2 separate regions of the Mus musculus genome follow, and region 2 is linked to region 1. The links are chromatin contacts, called in public HiChIP or PLAC-seq maps. All regions are on one chromosome and are shown on one strand. Each heading gives the region's core, a stretch centred on a gene start, on an enhancer-like site or on the middle of the called end of the contact. The rest is flanking DNA. Distances are from core to core; before and after follow the strand shown. Region 1 overlaps Lama2 (laminin, alpha 2). Region 2 holds the start of Lama2 (laminin, alpha 2).

Region 1 (4,808 bases), core at 1,409-3,908:
ATTTCAAAGGGTACAATCCCAAGCAGAAGAGGGCTCCCTCATCACCTAATCAAAAGCACACTTGCTAAAACCTTATAGACTAGCATCTCAACACATCAGTTTATGAACTCTTTCCTGTCATGGTGGTATTTTGAAATGGAATCTTTGGGAGGTGATCACTGTTAAATTGTAGATGGAGGATGAAGCGCTCATGATTCACTATGATCCTGGTAAGAATGGGAAGAGGGGCTTTCTTTTCACCAGCCATTTCCGAACATAGGGAGCTGATAACCATGTGCAGGTCCTCACCAGCAACCCAGTTAGTTGGCACCTTAGGCTGTTCAGCTTGGAGAACTGTCCATTTTGTTCAATCCACCTAGTCTATGGAGATTTTGATTGCAATTGTCTGAAAAAGCTAAAACAAAAGAACTGTATTAAATATAAGTAGGGAAACTGAGGCATAGTGAAGTTTTGCTTGAAGAACAATTACATGACTAATAAATATTGAGGTGGGATTTGAATACAGGCAGCAGGACTTTAGGGCTTTGAGACTGAACATCTTTTCCAACCTTAAAGAGACAAAAATAACTCATGTGAGAAAATCTAGTTGGTGGTACTGAGGCCTCCCTGGCCCCAGGCCAGGCTCTTCCTACTGCTTCTTGCCTAGGAGAGTCACCATGAGGCACAGGTATGCACTGGACCTGTCAGCAGACATTAGAAGTCAGGCCTGCTTGGGAGAGATAAGGCTGAGACTCTAGAGGACAGGGCACTATAAAGAACAACCTTGACAACTAGGCTACAGACCTACTTACCTCATGTCTTACATTCAGACATAAATACTTCATGGGAAGGAGGCTAACCTCCTCCGGTGAGTTTCCACACACATAGAAAGAATACAGACTAGGAAATGAATTAGAAAATCAAATATTTCAGTTGGACATAAACATTTTTTAAAAAATAACATGTAGTCAGTGGACAACGAGGTTCCTGGCAGCACTCTCCGGGAGGCTCTACGCGTGAGCACCATTAGTAGCAAAGGCTTCGGTCATTCTCTTCCTTATGTCCTAGAGTTTATGAAAATGACCTTGATAGTTCTGAAATACCAGTCTTTTTTTCATTTTTATCTATACTGTTTTTTCATAATTTATCTATTATTTGAAAATTTAAGATACTATCTTGATAATTTACAGTGTTTGAAAAACTATATCTTATATTTTTGGTTGTGAGCCTAGCCTTTAACGGCTGAGCCATCTCTCCAGCCCAAAACAATCACCCATGGAAGGAGTTACGGAGACAAAGTTTGGAGCTGAGACAAAAGGATGGACCATCTAGAGACTGCCATATCCAGGGATCCATCCCATAATTAGCCTCCAAACGCTGACACCATTGCATACACTAGCAAGCGTTTGCTGCAAGGACCCTGATATAGCTGTCTCTTGTGAGACTAGGCCAGGGCCTAGCAAACACAGAAGTGGATGCTCACAGTCAGCTATTGGATGGATCACAGGGCCCCCAATGGAGGATCCTAGAAAGTATCCAAGGAGCTAAAGAGATCTGCAACCCTGTAGGTGCAACATTATGAACTAACCAGTACCCCGGAGCTCTTGACTCTAGCTGCATATGTATCAAAAGATGGCCTAGTTGGCCATCACTGGAAAGAGAGGCCCATTGGACTTGCAAACTTTATATGCCCCAGTACAGGGGAATGCCAGGGCCAAAAAATGGGAATGGGTGGGTAGGGAAGTGGGGGGGGGGGACTTTTGGGATAGCATTGGAAATGTAATTGAGGAAAATACGTAATAAAAAATATTAAAAATTTAAAAAAAAGAAAGTGGGAGTAAAGCCCTAACTGTAAATTCTAGTGAATCTTACCTAAAAAAATAAAAGCAGGGTACTAAAGTTATGATCAATGAGGAACAGTGACCATTCCTATTTAGTCATGAAATGGGTGGGGTATTTTTTTGATATGTACAAGGATGGGGAGATGTCTACCCTTTGACGAGCTTGCAGAGTAGCCTCATTTTCATTATATATATTACTATAACAGCGACCCTATCTAAAAATAGTATCCCATAGATTGTGGTGGAATCTGGCCCAGCTGTGTGTATAAAGCCAGCTCCTACTAATCTTAACAGCAGGACCAGCCTAGCAAGAAAGGTCCTTGTAGCAGCGGCTGCTCTCTTTCTTGCTTGTAAACTACAGCTACGCTGATTGAAATGGGAGCCTCGATAAATGCAAAGATCCTTTTAAACTCAACTCAGTACCAGCTTATGAGCTTTTGTTAAAAACTCTCTGCAGTGAACATTTGCTCATTCAGAGTTTTATAAGCCATTGATTGATGGGGGGAGCGGGGGAGGCGGGGAAGGATAAACAAACCAAAATTTTAGTGCATACTAATTTCTCAATAAAGTACAGCAAATCTTAATATTTACCTACATATCTGGCTTGGCAGTGAGTGAGTTAACTGCCCACTTATAGTAGTTTCTGTTGTATTGAGGGTAGAAGTGCTAAGTATGTGGTATATACAGGAACAAAAATGTGCTCTGTCTGACCCTAGGATGACTGCTAAACCATTTACTAAGATGTACATGGTCTGAAATCTTTTACAGCACCTGCTATCACCGCAACGGGCACCAGAGAGGCTCATTCAGTTGGCAGAGGGCAACGTGAACACACTTGTGATGGAAACAAATGAGCTGCTAACCAGAGTGAGTTGGGAAATCTGTGACTGTCCCCAAAGCACACACATTAGGGACCGGGTTACCTTCAAGTTAAAGTAAACAACACTCACGTTCTGAAATCTTCTTTCCAATTCACAACTTTTTCCACGAATTCCAGGAATAACGGTTGGCTAACTCTTCTCCAAAGGAATTCTTTATTTTCCTGTGCTCTTCTCCAAATGCACAAACAATAAATCAAGAAACAGGGTTGACATACTTGACACTGGTCAGGAGAAAAGGTTAAGGATGGCTATATACTTTGAGGACCCTATCTAGCAGACTCCACTGTGAAAGATGTTTTTTTTTTCTTTTAATCAGTTCTAAGTATCAAAAACTCCGTCCTTGATTGTGTAAAGGAAAAGAAAAACAGAGAAAAATCCTTGTCCTGTCTTTAATCCTCGTGGAGTTTCTACATTTTTACAGAAATACAGTCACAAGCAGTACTCCTACTTAGAAAATGAAATCTTTACTGTCAAAATCTGGAGCATTTAAGACACCATTTAGAGTCAGGATGTAAAAATCCACACGGCTTCTAGCAGACTTTTCCCAGCAATTGGTTGGGCTAAATTGTCAAAACTGCAAGAAGGTCCTTTTACCACTGGAGGCAGAGAAAAACAGCATAAAGTCTGCCATCTTGTGGCTAGAAAAATGCATGACCCTGGAGACTGGCCTGCAAACTAGGATCCAGGGGACTTAAATGACAAAGAACATTGGATATAGAACAGCTTTGGGGAGTAGCTAGTCTATTTAAAGAAAGGCTTAACAGGGAATAAATTAACAATGGCTTTACTACTTGCTAAAAGTCTGGGAATCTTGAGCAGCTCCCAGCCCCAGATTGGCGCTAGTCCTGCACTTTCCACAAAATCTGCTACTGGATCAGGAAACTTCCACAGGAAAATTAAATGGCTTCTCAGCACACATTGATGAACAACAGTCCTAAGGTTTTAAACCACACTGGAAATCCCTTTTCAGAGACTCAGCTCACCCATGTAAAACATGAAGATAGAGCAAAGCCTCTGCCTGAAGTTAGTAAACTTACACTAGTTTAATTTAACTAGTAATTTTTGACTTGTTGCATGAATGAGAGAGTTTAGTGAAGTTTTGCTAAAGTCAATTCAACTCAACTTATTTCCTTCTGAATGTCCACTCCATCCAAAGCCCAGGTTAAGGGTTGGCAGATCAAAAATAATATCGAGGCTCCAGCCACCCTCCCAGAGCTTTCAGTTTTGTGTGTGTGTGTGTGTTTGTGTGTGTGTGTGTGTGTGTGTGTGTGTGTGTGTGTGTGTAGGGGGTACGAGTGTGTGTAAATGTTTAGGTGTATGCAGAATGGTGTAACTGCATGCAAATACATAATAGGCATGAAATAAATGAACAAAAGCATACATGAGAAATGCCCAAAACTACCTCAGTTTAATGTGGTCTAGAACAATTAAAAGAAAAGTTCATGAAACACAGCATGTCACTTACCCAACAGTTGATTACTGGGTGTCACCCTTGCAAGTTCTATGGCAGACCCACAGATAAACCTGCAAGTGAAGCTGCCAAGGTTCCGGTTCCCGCCCTCCCTGAGCCTGAGTAGCCTCATGATCTCAGTCTAGAAACACAGGACTATTTTACTACAAACGTCAGATCTCTTTTGTGTCTCAGCCCACATCCCTTTTTCTTTCTTTCTTTCTTTCTTCCTTTCTTTCTTTCTTTCTTTCTTTCTTTCTTTCTTTCTTTCTTTCTTTCTCTCTTTCTTTTTTCTGTAGACTCAATTTGTATATTTCAGAAGCCTTTTAAGAACAGTTAAAGGCTCAAAGCAAACTTGAACGGAAAGTGCAGAGAGTCTATACACACCTTCGACCCTGTCCTCCTTCCCCCTCCCCCCCAACTCATAACTACTCCACTGTTCACTTGCCCAGCTAGAATGAGATATTTGCCATTGTCCGTGAACCTACAGTGCTTCGTAATTATCCTCAAAAGTCTGTCACCTGTTTTTCCGTTCACTCTTGCCATTGCACACAAGCAAAAAAAAAAAAAAAAAAAAAAAAAAAAAAAGGCGATATCCAGCATGATCATGTACTAAAGAATAGTTTCTCTACCTAGCTTCTCTTAGCCAGGATGTCA
Region 2 (4,808 bases), core at 1,557-4,056, 480 kb before region 1:
TCCAGGAAGAAAACATTACGTTGCGGTGAGTTCCTGTTGAAAACTTAGAGCCATTATCATATGATGGGTGTTAATAGAATGGCTGGCTACTTCACATTCTGATCAGAAACAAGGTAGATGTGTCAGTTCCCAACCCTTGAATTTAACTTGGGATCATTGCCAGACCCACAGGGCCAGAAAATATATAAAAGATACAGATCAAAGGAGCAGTAGTAAATTGCTTAACATTTTGTATAGCATAATTCTCTAAATAAGGATTCAATGAATGTTGACCAAATTAGTTGCATTAGTATCAGTATAGATATTTGAAAACTAAATATTAGAATTCCATTAAACCATGAAACATTTAAATTTTTGAAAGTATATTCGAGACGTGTGTTGAAATCTTTAAAGCATGTCTTAGGATGTTTAAAAATGTAAATTTACGTGGGGGATGGAAGTTGCTGAATTGCTTAGATGTCAACTTTCCTCCATTTAATTTATAGACTCAATTGCTGTCAAAGTTTCTATTACCTCTCTGATATAAGTAGAAATTGATGAGTTAGTGCTGTGGAGTTCATAGAATCAAACATACTCTTGTGATCTAATGCAAATACCTGTGCATAGGTATTTATAACAACTATTAGTACTTATTCAGGCTTGGAAGTAGTAAGGAGGCTTTAAAAACTCAGTGATTGTCTAAGCTTCGTGGGTCAAAAGATGAAAAGGAAGATGAAGTGGCAAATTAGGGAGTAATTTTAAGGTAGTGAGATGATCCAGCATGACATACTTATCCAAATCCAGATTCATCTGAGGCAACAGCTTAATATGTGCTGTGCAGACAGGGTGATGATTGTGACAGCACAGAGTCCCCACTTGTAACAAGTGCACCTTGATGAAGGAGCTGGGAACAGAGGACACACACACGCACATACACAGACACACCACACACACATACACACAGACACACATGCACACATATACACACACAGACACACATAAACACACAAATATACAACACACACACACACACTCCTTTTAATTTATGCTCTATTGATCTCAATCTAAAACAGTTCTGAAGCAATAACGTAAAAGTGTTCACCTTTATTAATGAAAACATTTTCTCTAAACAGCTGCAGTAAAATTCAAAAGCTCTAGAATAGTTAAGAATTTTGTTTTTTAAACTAGTACAGGGTTCTAAGACTGTAATAGACAAACTGTGACAGAGATAAATATATATATGTATATATCCCACAGGATGAACTCATTTTGGGAAGAACAAAAGAGGTGAAAGTCATAATATGAAGAAATGATACTATTTGTATCAAATGTTGCCTCTATATGTGTGTGAGAGAGAGAGAGAGAGAGAGAGAGAGAGAGAGCAGCAGAGCCCTCATCTAAGTCTCTTTTTCAGACAGCACACATAGATGTACAGAAGCCATAGATCTAAAGTAGGAGCTTAGACATGCCTTTAGGAGGGTTCCCGATGACAAGTGGATGTTAGCTCTGGATTCTCACCAGCTCTTTACGAGAGTTACTGTCTATTACTACGAAATGAAAATATTGTAGCTTCTATGTGGCATCTTAAAGATGGATACATCTTAACTATAAATTAAAAAGAAAACTAAGCCATCCATATAACAACCATATGCACTGCAGTATGGAAATAGATGTATAAATGGCTTAGTAGTCCAATACTGTACAGAATTTCACTCAGTGTAAGGGTCTGAAATATTATATACATTTTGGTGAACTGGAAACTCACAAAGCATTATCTCAGTTGGCTTAATTGGTGCATCCTGTAAAATTAGTAAATACATTTTTTTTTTTTTGCAAACAAACTGTCGGATTTCAGTTTTAAAGCTTTTTTTTTTTTCCCTTAAAAATATTTAGATGAGTTGTCCAAGGCTTTAATCCCAGCACTTGACAGACAGGGGCAGGTGCATCTCTGAATCTGAGACCATAGTGAGATCCTATTTCAAACTGACTACACACACACACACACACACACACACACACACACACACACACGCACGGGCACACATGCGGTGGCCCATTCAGAAGTTCAAGATGGAATACTTTATGGTGTAGGCTTGCTCTTTCCTTGAGTGCATCCTGATGCCAGGGTACACTAATACAAAGGGTATCCTGGGTGCCACCTAAAACCTGTGAAGTTGTTTTTCCAGGCCCTACTGAGAACCAGTGGCCTTTTCAATAACAACCTGTTATGGAGTGGCCATGGGAAGCCCTGTGACAGAGGGTAGAACACTGCTTTGTTGAGTTAAAAGGAAGAAGCCACCATGACTGATAAGCAGAAATCTTTACAGACATTCCATTCCCTTTTAATAATGTCCCTTGGTTATAGGGACAGCTTCCAACCAGTGGAGTGATTTCAGAAACATTTCAGTGGAATTGGGACAGCTTTAGTCTATCATCCCCTGCTCCCTGCACAGCTGCCTTCCGGGAAGTTCCTTCCTAATGTGCAAGCCAGCGTGAGGTTCCCCGTGGGCAACTTCAGTTCCCTAGTAGTTAGCACCATGACCTTGGGACAGTCTGGGATCACCTGGACCCAGGGCAGCTGCATATAATTTTGCCAGAACCTTCTGAGGAGTCAAAGTTTCTAGCTTTCTTGGCAATAATGTTTTCCATCTGGAGGGATTTCACAGACCCCAGAGTGCCTTGGTATCAATTACTTCCTTAATGCTAAAGAAGTTTGGATAACTCCTGCTAGAGGCCCTATTCCCTTGACAGAGGAAGCACAGAACACAGGTTCTTCCAACCAAGGACCCTTTAAAGGCCCAGGCCTGGGAAGGGGTGGGGACTGCCCTTTCTCACCCACCCTTGGGCGGTGGCAGGGCAGAGCTGGGGAGCACTGTCTCCTCCTCTTTCCCCTGCAGCTGCTCATTTCAGCTGGGTGGACCCGAGGCTGCAACTCCGTGGGCTCCGGGAGGAGTGGATCTGCTCCGGCCAGGATGCCTGCGGCCACCGCCGGGATCCTCTTGCTCCTGCTCTTGGGGACGCTCGAAGGCTCCCAGACTCAGCGGCGACAGTCCCAAGCGCATCAACAGAGAGGTACAGTCCAGGGCGCCCTTTCCCTGGAGCGCTGCTCCTAACAGGCTTCAGCTAGAGAGAAAGAATTGCTGGTTGGGGACCACTTTCTCGCTTTACTTTAGGGTGTGCTCTTCCAGGCGCAAGGGACTGAACTCCTGCAAATTAAGAGTAAGACCCCCCCGAGAGAGCTGTGCGGGGCACAAGGAACACCAAACTGCTCACTAAATCCTGGAAACTGGTCTACGGAAAACTAGTTCTAAAGTTCCCAAGGCAGACTTTTTTATCTTTTCTTCTTTCCAATTGAGAGAAAAACGTTTCATCAAATTAGATTCCGTTCCTGCAGAGGAAAGCTCTCACTCCCACCCCCACCCCCATCCCTGGCGAGCAGCTGTAGTTGAGCTTAGTAACTTTGAGTTAAGTAATTGTTTTCTTTTAACTTTAAGAATCCTGTTTCCAATTATTTACATAAAATAGTTAAGTATGTGGCTAACACCTCCACTCACATTTGTGAAACCTCCTCTCACTCAAAATAGACTAGACTTCTGTTTATTCTCAGACTCCAGTGGTCACAAACACATCTCAGGGGCTTTGAGGGACAACTGTATTCAATGCAGCTAAATTATTCTTATCAGAGCATTCTATTGTTTTTGTGCATACATTTCTGAAAAGCTTGGGAGTCTTTAAAGAGTTAGCAGAGATTTTTACAAGATGCATGCACAGCACCAAGAAACATAATTTGTAACACATTCTTCCAGCAAGCATTTTCCAAAGATGAAAAACCTGAATCAAAATAAAAAGTATTTCAGAAATATGTTAACTTTGTTTCAACGGGTTTGTCCTCAAAAGTGCAAAATCTAGAAGAAAAAGCTTTAGGAAGTTGGATGAGGCTGTATCTGGTAGAGTAGTTTTTCTTGTTTAAAATTAACTGAAACTATGTTAGTAGTTCTCATGTTTAGTAGTTCTCATGTTTGTTCTTGATTTAGACCAGCCCTTCACACAGGACTGTTTAAGAGGATATAACAGATAGCATAAGCCCCTCACCATAATCTTTGATTATACTTCCTAGAATAAAAATGACTCCCAGTTTCTCCAGATAACCTTCTATTTTTGCAGAGGTGAAATCGGGTCAGTGTGGTGCAAATAATAGAATTACTGAGACTGCTTTGGAGAAATATCCTTGGCTGTTAGTTTGAAAACAAAAAGTGCCACATTTAACGTTTGTCCTTTCTTCTATTGTGATTAACAATAGGTGATTCTTTAATTCTACTGGGTAGCTGGGAGAGATAGGCTAGGTCTTTCTTTGCACTGCTCTCTACTTCCAATAAGGCCAAAGATTGCATTCTAGAGTATAGTCCTGTACTGAGTTACTGAGAATTCTCTTTCATGTGTGTGTTCTTCCCCGTGCTCTTTTTTTTTTTTTTTTACATTTATTTATTTATTTGTAGTGGGGATATACAAATGATGTGGTGAATGTGTGTGGTCAGAGATCAGTTTGGAAAAGTCAGAACTCTTTTCGCCCTCTGAGTTCTAGATATACAAACATGACATTAAGCTTGGGCAAATACCCTTAGTCAAGGAGCCATCTCCTCTCTCCCCTGGGCTCTGTGACTGTCTTTGTTACAGTCATTTGCAGTGTGTTTGAAGAGTGGGTCTAGGATAAGTGATTTAAATTTATTAATAATAAAAAGTATATTTAAAATACATTTATGATGGCTTAAATTAGTGTAGCACCTTATAATTTAATGTTCTTATACAGAAGCCATATACCCTTGGACCAG

What was found. HiChIP or PLAC-seq counts read pairs in DNA pulled down with a chosen protein or histone mark.
Region 2: an H3K27ac HiChIP or PLAC-seq map of heart atrium shows a contact between it and region 1, with 9 times the contacts expected there. The contact joins the promoter of Lama2 here to the enhancer-like site in region 1. A contact is called at or near these places in 12 of 39 promoter capture datasets (the 3T3-L1 cell line, 3T3-L1-derived adipocytes, cranial neural crest and 7 more), 1 of 15 datasets of contacts at CTCF or cohesin (the NIH/3T3 cell line), 1 of 484 Hi-C or Micro-C datasets (uterus) and 1 of 115 datasets of contacts at active chromatin or transcription factors (heart atrium).

Annotation. Positions count from the first base shown.
Region 1 is chr10:27,131,846-27,136,653 of GRCm38.p6, reverse strand. Lama2 (laminin, alpha 2) reads left to right here. Exons shown (of 65, transcript NM_008481.2): 34 at 2,589-2,687. Among named protein-coding and RNA genes, the nearest start is that of Gm40618, 150 kb to the right of the region's middle. Within about 2 kb of position 2,658, at least 14 of the 459 cell types and tissues checked have an H3K27ac peak or open chromatin away from gene starts, as enhancers often do. A contact at or near this core is called in heart atrium, where this site is marked.
Region 2 is chr10:27,614,940-27,619,747 of GRCm38.p6, reverse strand. Lama2 (laminin, alpha 2) reads left to right here and starts at 2,806. Exons shown (of 65, transcript NM_008481.2): 1 at 2,806-3,051. The coding sequence starts at 2,952.